Linked DNA regions of Sus scrofa: all the other regions are linked to region 2. The links are chromatin contacts, called in public Hi-C maps. All regions are on one chromosome and are shown on one strand. The core of a region is the stretch at or near the end of the contact, and the rest is flanking DNA. Distances in the headings are between cores, read along the strand shown.

Region 1 (3,165 bases), core at 326-2,825, 130 kb before region 2:
ATAATTCCTCCATTCCCTAGGGTGTGACAGTGGTGCCCTCCCTGGCTTTTATCTAACCCACTCCGCACCGCGAACACTGGGATGGCACAGCTCTGACAATGCCAGTGCATTCTACCAGCGGTAGGACGGTGCGGTGGCCATCCTGACATGCTTCGGCTCCCGGATGGTTAATGGGAATGAAACCACAGCAGCCCTCCTTTGTGGCGCTTTGGCCAGAACAGCAGAAAGGAGACAATGAGCGTTCTGTGCGCAGTGCCGCGCCGATTGGCCGGTCTCTCCCCCCAGAAACCCCTGATGTCATGGGCTTGGAATGCAGGGAGGGAGGAAGGAAAGAGAGGATTTGGGGAGGGGGACGCCTCTCATCTCTTTCCCAGACCAAAAGTCCCAAGGATAAACCCAACGGTGGGCAAAGGGGCAAAACCAAGCGTTACCAAAGCCCAGTCACTCCAAACTACAGCCCGCCTCAGCAAGGAACCCGAAACAAAAGCAGCCCACGAAGCTTTCCCTGACGTCGTTAGAGGCTAAAGTACTACAAACTTCTCGGCGTTTTATTAAAACAAAACCCCTCAAGTCTACAGCAGATATGCCCAAAGCGGCGCGCTCAGGCTTTGTCTCCGCAGCCCGCAGAAGCAGCAGGGCAGCAACAAGCGCCTTAGGGATTCGAAAACCGCCCAGGGTCCTGGACGGCTTCCGTTGCCCCGGTGGCCCCTGAAGTCCGTGGGACGCTCGGCGATCTCCCACCCCGGGAAGACGCGAGGAACAATGGGAGACCCAGCTCCGCCACGTAACCGCCTAACTTTACTCAAGGCTTTGAATTCCGCCCGGAGGCTGCAGTGGGAGAAGGTGCAGGGTCGGCCAGGGGCCCGGGCCGAGGTGGATGGCGGAGGCTGCTCGCTGGGTCCCCAGCCGCGCCGACCGGCCCCACCTAAGGGCGAATGGCCACGCAGGAGCGCCCTCTTCCCGGAGGGGTGCGTCCTGCAGCCGCGATCCGCTCCTGGAGCCGAGGGCCGGCGTTGCGGGATTCCAGGAGCCCGGGAACCCACCGCCCGCCGCCAGTCGTGGCCCGCGGCGCTGGAACAAAGCCAGGAGAGCGCCTGGGAGCCGGCGCTTCGAGCGAGGGCACAGGACCGGGACGCGCAGCAACTCTCACGCCGCCCCGACATCTCCTCTCCACGAAGCCCGCCAGCCAAGGCGCGCGGGGCGAAGCGCGGCCCAGCGGCGCCCCGGTCCCATGGTCCCTCGGGCGGTGCCTTGCATCCCACCTCTCGCCCCAGGATCCCGCCCCACGCTAGCCCAGGCGTACCTTGTTCTTGACCTCGGCCGAGAGCCCGTAGGAAGGGCCCTTGTTGAAGTGGGTCATGATGATTCGGGCGGCGGGAAGAGGCTGAGCTCGGGTCCGGAGGTTCCTAGCACTTGGCTTCCACGCTCCTGGCCCCGAGGAGTGGCCGCACCCCGAGATGCTCGGAGCTCGTTCCCCTGGGCGGTGCAGGAGTCGTCCGGACGCGACGGCGGGCGCGGGGCGGTGCCTCGGCTGCTCGGTCGGAGGAGGTCCCGCAGAGGCTCCCAGTCGGCGCCGGAGTCCCGCACGAACTGCCCCCCGCCGCCTCCCCCGGCCCTTCAGGGATTGGCCGGCGAGCCCGACCAATGGAGGGCCGCCCCCTCCCGCCTCTCCCGCGAGGGGGCGGCGCGGCCAATTGAAGGGCGGAGGGCGCCGCGCTCCCTCCTCGCGCGGGTCCCGGGCCCCCGTCCCCGCCCTCACGCCACCGAGGCCCGAGGCGAGGCGGCCCCTCCTCCGGGCCTGGCCCGCCGAGGCCCGCCCGACCGTGGGAGCCGGCCCTCCCCTGCGCCCGGTGGCTTCCCGGCGGCGCAGCGTTCAGGTCCTCTTCCAGGCATCCGCTCCGGGCCGGCGGAGAGGAGGGAAGCCCACCAGGGCCGGCCCGCCGCGGACCCCCCCGCCTGCTTCGGCCGGCTTCCCGGCTGCAGGCCCGGCGCGCGCAGGTGGCAGGCAGGGTCCCTCCACCCGCAGCGGGAAACACCGGGAGCAGGCTTAGAGGCCCTGTGCCCGAGAAAAGGGGTTGTGGGGGGGGGGTCGCTCCCGTGGCACCTGCTTCTCGTCCCTAACCTCGCAGCTTCCCACACCTGTTGGTCTGACCTCTGCCCTGCTGCCGCCATGGGAACAGTCAAGGCTTTTAGCCAAATTCGAGCTCACTCTGGGTATGCTGCGCGGAAAAAAAAAACCTGGCAAAGCCTGGGCATTTCAAGACCTTTTCTGGATCCGCACCAGCTCGTTTTTACAAGCATCTTTATCCGGGGTTCAGCTAATCCAAAAACCCAGGTGGCTGTTCTACTTTTTTTTTTTTTTTTTTTTTTTTTTTTTTTTTAATCTGGAGGCTTCTTTGAACCAGATCTTTGTATACCAGTATCCTTGTATCCTTTAGGCCGGAAGCGACCTCCATTCTTTCATGGTCGGGCTTCCTACTTTCTTTCCCTCTCATTTTAAAGAAATTTGATAGAAGGGAACAGAACTTCCCTCACTTACTTGCCTGGGCGCGGGGCACTGTACTAGATGCCTTCCCAACCTTATCACATTTACTCCCCTCAAACAACCGGTGGCTGGACATCATACCCCTTGCGAGAAAGCGGCAAGTCAGAGACCTAAGTATCCTGCCTGAGGTCAGCCCGCTCCCAAAGCTTTGCCTCTTTCCATCACTTTCTCAGGCATGCTTTTCCACCCCTGAGATCCTCCTAGGAGAGTTCTGTTTAGCTCTCAGAACAGATCCTGGAACCAGGTGTGGCGACGTGCTGAAGAAGAGAGCCAAATATCTTACCGAAGCTGAGCCATCCTGGAACGGAAATGAATAAGGCAACTTTAAAGGAAAAAGTCCCAAACTGCTATTAGCTTTTCAGACTTTTGAATGGAGGGAGGAATGGAGCGGAGAGGGCTAACTGGTAGGAAAATGAATGACTTACAAGTGATATGCTACTTTAGTCAGCAGGTAGGAATGATAATTAGGTCACTCTTCCCACACAAAGATGACACAATTGACCTGCGATTAGTGAAGCAAGGAGTTTGGGCTGTTTTTCCGGTAGTGTGATAGTGGCCCGGGTGTCATGGATAAGACCTCACCTACTTTTCTTTGTGTGTAAGGAGTGTGGGAAATGGCA
Region 2 (2,922 bases), core at 389-2,888:
AGTTTTATAGCCGGTCTTTGTCCACTGGTGAAGTTAGCGCCCCACCTGGTGGAAAACCGTAGGTGTTGTTACAGGCAAGCGGCACATCATGTTAATTTCAGAAGTGTTGACAGGCAAATCCTAGCATACACACAAACGGGCTAAGAGATGCAAACTCAATGCATCCCTGTTTATTAAAGTAACATGAATACTAACGCGCTTCCAAAATGCAATTACACTTGTTCCAAAATATGAGTGCTGATGATACACGGGTCATTTAGAAAATTATTACTTCCACTGGGGCTTTAATCTCTTCTCAGCTTGGTTTCTTACAACAAAACAAGACAAAACAAAACAATAACAACCAACCCCCCCCCCAACTTTCATCATTTTATCTTAGAAGACACAGAAAATGTTCAAACAACAACAAAAATCAACCATCACTCAGAATTCAAAGATGATTCCTCCACCCACTTTGCACAACCTTCAAAAAAATAGCAGCTCACTTATATCTTTTCTGCACCAGGAAACATTCTAAAAGGGTCTCAGGATTATAAAACAGAAATAATTTCTTGTCGCATAGTTTGATTGATTGATTTCCCATCTCCTGTGGTGATTCTTATCAAAACACACGGTCCATTTGTCTGAACAAGTCCTGCACGTCTAACCTCCTGACTTTCCCCCACGCTGGTTCATTACCCTTTAGGAGAAGCCCCCGCACCCACCCAACACTCTGGCCCCAGACCTCTCCCTCCTCTGCATTCAAAGCTCCTGTCCGGTTCTCTCTCCAGGCCTGCAGCTGTGGGCCTCTTCCCTCTCAGGAGTTCCCCTGCTGCTCGTAGCTGGCACCCAGGTTCCAGGACCTTGTCCTTGAGGTCCCTGTGTCCTGGTGAAGCACACCCTCCACGAAAGGGGCTAGGGTGGGGACAATTTGAGGACATTTCTCCACCGTGACTCTGAAGGCCATCAAGATCCACTGCGACATCTTTTCTTTTTCTTTCCAGGCGTTTTGGGAAGTTCTCTCTTTGTCACTGGTTCTGAAATAGTCTGACGATTTATCTTGTTTTGACTACAGTTTAACAGGGCTGGGGATGGTCCTTTAATTTGAAGGTCATGTCCTTCCGGTTCTGGGAATTTTTCTTGAGTCTTCACTTTTTTTTTTTTTAATTTCTCCTGTGTCCCTGTTCCTTGTGAATAGTATATCACCAACATCTAGTTAATTAATTTTCCTACCTTTTCCCTATTGCTTTTATTTTCTGTTCTGAATTGCAGCAGAGCTCTTGAATATGGTCTTCCAGTATTTTGACTTTTCTATTTCTACAAGCAAAATGTCACTGGCCAAAAGTCCTTCTTATTCTATGAGGGTTTTCCGAAAACAGGTTTCCTGCTTTTTTTAAAGACACAGCGTCCTCTCGTTTCTCTGAAGGTGGTGTTTTCCCTTCATCCCCACCCCCATTCCTTTTCTCAAAGTTCCTTTCCCTGTTACTTTTGCTTTCCATGTTAAGGACTTTCCTCCCACGTCTGGTGGTCTGTGGGTGCCGGTGCAAACCAGCGGCTCTCAAGAGAGAGGGGAGATTTCTCCCCCAAGGACATCGGCAAGGTCGGGAGACATTTTGGTCCCCAGACTGGGGGTGGGGGGCAGAGGAGAAAAGTGGGTGCTGCCGACCTCTAGTGGTGGAGGCTGGAAATGCAGCTAAACATCCCCCACTGCAGAGGACAGCCTCCCCAGAAGCATCTGCCCCAAATGTCAACAATACCCAGGCTGGGAAAGCCTGGTTCCTACTAAAGGACGAGGCACTAAAAGGAAGAGGAAGCTCTGTGTGCTGGCTTCGAGAGGATGAACACAGCCAGGACTTGACAACTCCCCTGGAGGGAATCCCGGGGGTAGGAAACTACAGTTCTATTCTCCTGAGGAAATCCGTTTCCTCAAAGCCAATCTTTACTCTCCTGCCTGGGGGAAACGTATGAGCAAACTGGAAAGGAAAGCGTGTGTGTGTTGGGGGACAGGGGTTGTTATTCACATTCCGTAAGCCCTCTGCTTTCTAGGCAATGTCCTACTCCATCTGCAGTTTGGCCTGTTTGTTTCCAAAGCCGAAACCTCTTTATTCAACTTTTCCAGTGGGTTAAGTCTTGGGTTTTCTACCAGAGTAAGGTCGAGAGGTGGGAGCCTAACTTGTCTACAGGTGGACTTCACCCAAGAGGCTTCTTTTCAGCCCCACCCCACACTCCAGGCTCCAGAGGTACCTGGTGCCTCTTGCATGCGTCATTCACTAGCACTGCTTGGTAAGACCTTTATTAATTCCTAAGGTGTCCAGTATTTATTCTTTTGCCTCTCCAAATGCACCAAAAAACTTCAGACAAATGGGTACTTTTTTTTTTTTGACTTGTACTCTATAAAACATAGTCCTAATTTTATGTACAGAAACTACTCAATACTAACCTTTGATTTTCATGAAGGATTTTACTTTTAGGAAGCCTTCTAGGGAGCTGTTCTACCTGTCTTGAACCAAGAAGAACATATAAAACAAATACACCAGTACTGCAACCTCGGCAAGGTGTTTGGTAAATAAGGTCTTTAAATAAAAACACCACATGGAAAGACTGCTAAAAGCCTTTTCAAATTCTTACAAATCACCCCTAGCAAGGATACATGATGTTTCTAAAAAAAGAACTGGAGACAATCTCTCTTCATCTTTCCCAAACCAGATCAGTCTGTGATATATATTAGAAAGCATTCCATCAGCCCGGTTCTAAAGCTCAACCCTCCCTCCCAGGCCTCCCTTGAGAAGTAATGCAGGTCCCAACAGCACAGTGTGCAGCAGTGCACTGCCACCTGGTGGCAGCATGAGGGTACGGCAGAGAAGACTACAGTAACAGCAATCCTACAACACCAGGGCGGACTTTCCAGGACTGTTTCTGAAGCCTGAAGAGTTGGAAGGTGGA
Region 3 (3,006 bases), core at 233-2,732, 220 kb before region 2:
GGGGCTAAGTATCTGCATTTTTTGTTTGTTTGCTTTGAATCCCCATAAGAGAACAACCACAGTCCAGAGCGATGCTGTGCAAAGGGCTCTGAAACCGGATAAGGTGCTTGTGCCAGAACCTATCATCCGCCATTGCTTCCTCCATCTGGAAAGTCTTGCTGTGAAAAAAAAAGAATGTCAGCGGAAGGAAGCAGGGGGCCTAGGGATGCAGTTGCCCCCTGCTTCTGACACAAGCTCCTCATCTCCTCACGGACCAGCCACAAACAGGGTGAGCCAGCCCGCTGGTCCGTGGACCCCACTTTGAGTGGGACTGTTCGAGACCTTCTCTCATCCACTCCTCTCTTGCTTTGGTTCCATCCCAAACTCCCATTCTGATGCGGGTACGAAAGAGTGAGTTCCTTTCTGAGACTGTCACCGGGCAGATCAGGACGACAGCAGATGTCAGAGCAGCAAGGCGAACGTGCTTCCTTAACGGTGTATCAAGTTTATTTGGCTCCAGTCGTATCCGCGGGAACATCTGCTGTGTCGTAGATTCTCAGTCCACTGGGTTCCCCTCCACCTCGCCGTCTCCCCGGAGTAAACCCGCCCCTTGGAAATTATTTCAAGATGAGCAGCCAGGGCCGGGCGGGGTCTCTGAAAGCTTGCTGCGGGCCCTGCAGTGCACTTGCACTGGTTATCCTCAGGGAACCTCGCTCGGACAGGTCCAGGACAGTCCTCATTCAGGACGCGTGTATGTGACAGTGACTGAACGCTCAAAAACAGTGGCTGAAACAAGATGAAAGGTAATGTCTCTGCAAGGGGGCGACCTTGTGCCCATGTGACGGGGTCACAGCCCACGCCCCTTCTTTCTCCTTCCACAGCCTCACGTGCCTGCTTCCGCCTCGCAGCTGAAGTAGATACTCGTGATCCGGCCACCGTGTCTTATTCCGGCCTTAGGAAGGAGCAGGGAGGACGGGGAGCCCCTCACTCACCCCCCTGCCCCCAGAGTCATGACTCTACTTCCACCTGCACCCACTGGCCAAAGCCTGGCTACAGGCCACCCCTACCTGCAGGGAGGGCAGGAAGTGTCATCTGGGCAGCCAGGCACCGTTTAAAACTTACAGGTGCTGTTACCAAGAAAAGATGAAGATGGAAGAGCAGAAATTGCAGGGCAGGTGGAAGTCTCAGCCAGGGTAGCACCGGGGAGTTGTCTTCTCGCTCATTCTCTGAACGTGGTCTCTGGCCTGGTCCGAAAGGAAGGCAGTGGCATTTGCTGAAAATTTCCTAACATCTGAGGTCTGTGCTGGGTGCTGTCTGATGTTCTCTCCGCTAAGCATTGCAGCCCCCTTTTGAGCCCGTGTTACGTTCAAGTTATGGGCCGGAACACTGAGTTCCCGAGAGAGCTGTTTGCTGGAGGTCATCCAGCCGGGACGTGAGCCCTGGACCAGAGCCTGTGCTCTGCCCCTTCCTCCTGTGTCCCCATCCCTTCCTTGTGTGTCCCTTGAGTCTGGAGTTCAAAGCCCTGACATCAGCTGAGGCCTTCTGAGGTGTGTAGGTCCAAGTTGAAGCAGTACTGTGACCTCAGCAGCTGGCTGGTGGGCGCAGAATGGGTCTGTGAGGTGCTGTCTGGGGGCCCGGGGCAGTGCGGCAGGGCCAGGGGCTGGGGTCAGAGCAGCCGGGAGGAGGGTGGCGGGAGGCACGTTCTCTGGGCCGCGGACTGTGGCTGAGTTCTGGCACTGAACAATCACAGAGGCTGGGTGAGGCCTCAGGAGGCATGGCCAGGACCAGGGAGGGACCTTCCGCCAGCCTCCAGGGCGCTGCCACAGCCCACGGTCGTTGTGGACCCTGGGTCTGTATGAAGGGAATGGGCTCTGTGGTTAAACCTCCACGCTTTGGAGCAGGACACATCCTTTGATTCTTCAGTGCACGGATGTTGGGTGCGCGCCGTGGGGAGAGGCCCTGGGCCGGGCACTGGGACGAGTGGGGTGCTCTCTGCAAAGGATGGCAAAGGCTGAGGACCGAGCATCGCAGTAGCAGGACTTTGGGAGCTATGAGAGCGCTGAAATGAGCCCACCCCGCCCCTGCCCCATAAGTCAGGGAATGCCTCTCAGGATGGGCTAGAAACTACCAGAAGATCGGAAAGTATAGAAAGAAGCAAAGGGGATTTAGTGGGGTCAGAGCCAAGCACAGAAGAGGTCCTGGCCACAGAGGACAAGGCTGAGAGCTGCAGGCACAGTCCGAGAGGAACGCGCCCCAAGGGCAGCTCAGCGGGGGCAGGGGGGTGGGGAAGCTGCTAGCAGGGCCTCTTCAGGTCCTGCTCTTAGGCCCCACTGGGCCCAGGGCCTGGGGGCTGTTAAATAGCCTCGGCCCCAGGACTGGGAGTAGGGGGGGCACCGAGACAGTCGGCTACACTGCAGGCCCAAGGCAGCACGCCGGAAGGTCATGTATTAGAACGTGTTCTTTCTCTATCAGTGGCAGGAGCAAAACGAGCAGAAGTGAGAGTAACGGAGGGCAGGAGAGAAAGCCAGGGGCCCAGGACTCTCCAAGCAGGTGGATGCCAGACTCCGCAGGAGAGAGGGTGTCGCAGAGGGACGGCCTGCCGTCCTCCTGGGGCTTGGCCATCCCAGAAACCCGACCGGCACCTGCCTCTCCTCCCACTCGCCTGCGGGCCGGCTGGGTGCACCGGCCTCCCTTTGTCTTCAGGGGCCTCTTTGAGCAGAGCCCGAGGGACGGGCTCTGGGCCCCGGCGGGTCCGCTGCTCCATGTTTTGATCTCAGCGGATGCCCAGGTGATGGGTGCTGAGAGACCCCTGCAGGGCACCTGACTGTCCCACTTCCTGTCCCCTCAGACTGTCACATACCCTCGGGCTCTCTCTTCAGTCTCCACCCAGTGTCCCCAGTGTTGTGGGGGTGTCCTCAGTGGGTAAATACTTGTGCGATTGTTATTGCGTCAGATGGTTGAATGCGTTAATATTTTCATGTGTAAAAAAGAAAACAAGCAGAAAAAGCGAACTGAGGTTGGTCGGGT

What was found. Hi-C and Micro-C count contacts between places; a contact is called where the count stands out from the background.
Region 1: a contact with region 2 is called in a Hi-C map of mesenteric adipose tissue, with 1.8 times the contacts expected there. The contact joins the promoter of CNN3 here to the enhancer-like site in region 2. A contact is called at or near these places in 4 of 5 promoter capture datasets (fetal liver, fetal skeletal muscle and liver), 16 of 47 Hi-C or Micro-C datasets (alveolar macrophages, embryonic fibroblasts, fetal liver and 10 more) and 1 of 2 datasets of contacts at active chromatin or transcription factors (skeletal muscle).
Region 3: a Hi-C map of adipose tissue shows a contact between it and region 2, with 6 times the contacts expected there. The contact joins two enhancer-like sites. A contact is called at or near these places in 25 of 47 Hi-C or Micro-C datasets (adipose tissue, alveolar macrophages, brain and 15 more) and 1 of 2 datasets of contacts at active chromatin or transcription factors (skeletal muscle).

Annotation. Positions count from the first base shown.
Region 1 is chr4:122,502,860-122,506,024 of Sscrofa11.1, reverse strand. It overlaps CNN3 (calponin-3), which reads right to left and starts at 1,575. Exons shown (of 8, transcript XM_003125902.5): 1 at 1,304-1,575. The coding sequence starts at 1,360.
Region 2 is chr4:122,368,772-122,371,693 of Sscrofa11.1, reverse strand. The region is part of intron 2 of ALG14 (UDP-N-acetylglucosamine transferase subunit ALG14 homolog); the gene reads right to left. Among named protein-coding and RNA genes, the nearest start is that of ALG14, 27 kb to the right of the region's middle. Within about 2 kb of position 1,638, at least 37 of the 83 cell types and tissues checked have an H3K27ac peak or open chromatin away from gene starts, as enhancers often do. A contact at or near this core is called in adipose tissue, fetal liver, liver and 4 more, where this site is marked.
Region 3 is chr4:122,584,232-122,587,237 of Sscrofa11.1, reverse strand. All of the region lies in intron 9 of SLC44A3 (choline transporter-like protein 3), which reads left to right. Among named protein-coding and RNA genes, the nearest start is that of SLC44A3, 36 kb to the left of the region's middle. Within about 2 kb of position 1,482, at least 1 of the 83 cell types and tissues checked has an H3K27ac peak or open chromatin away from gene starts, as enhancers often do. A contact at or near this core is called in adipose tissue, where this site is marked.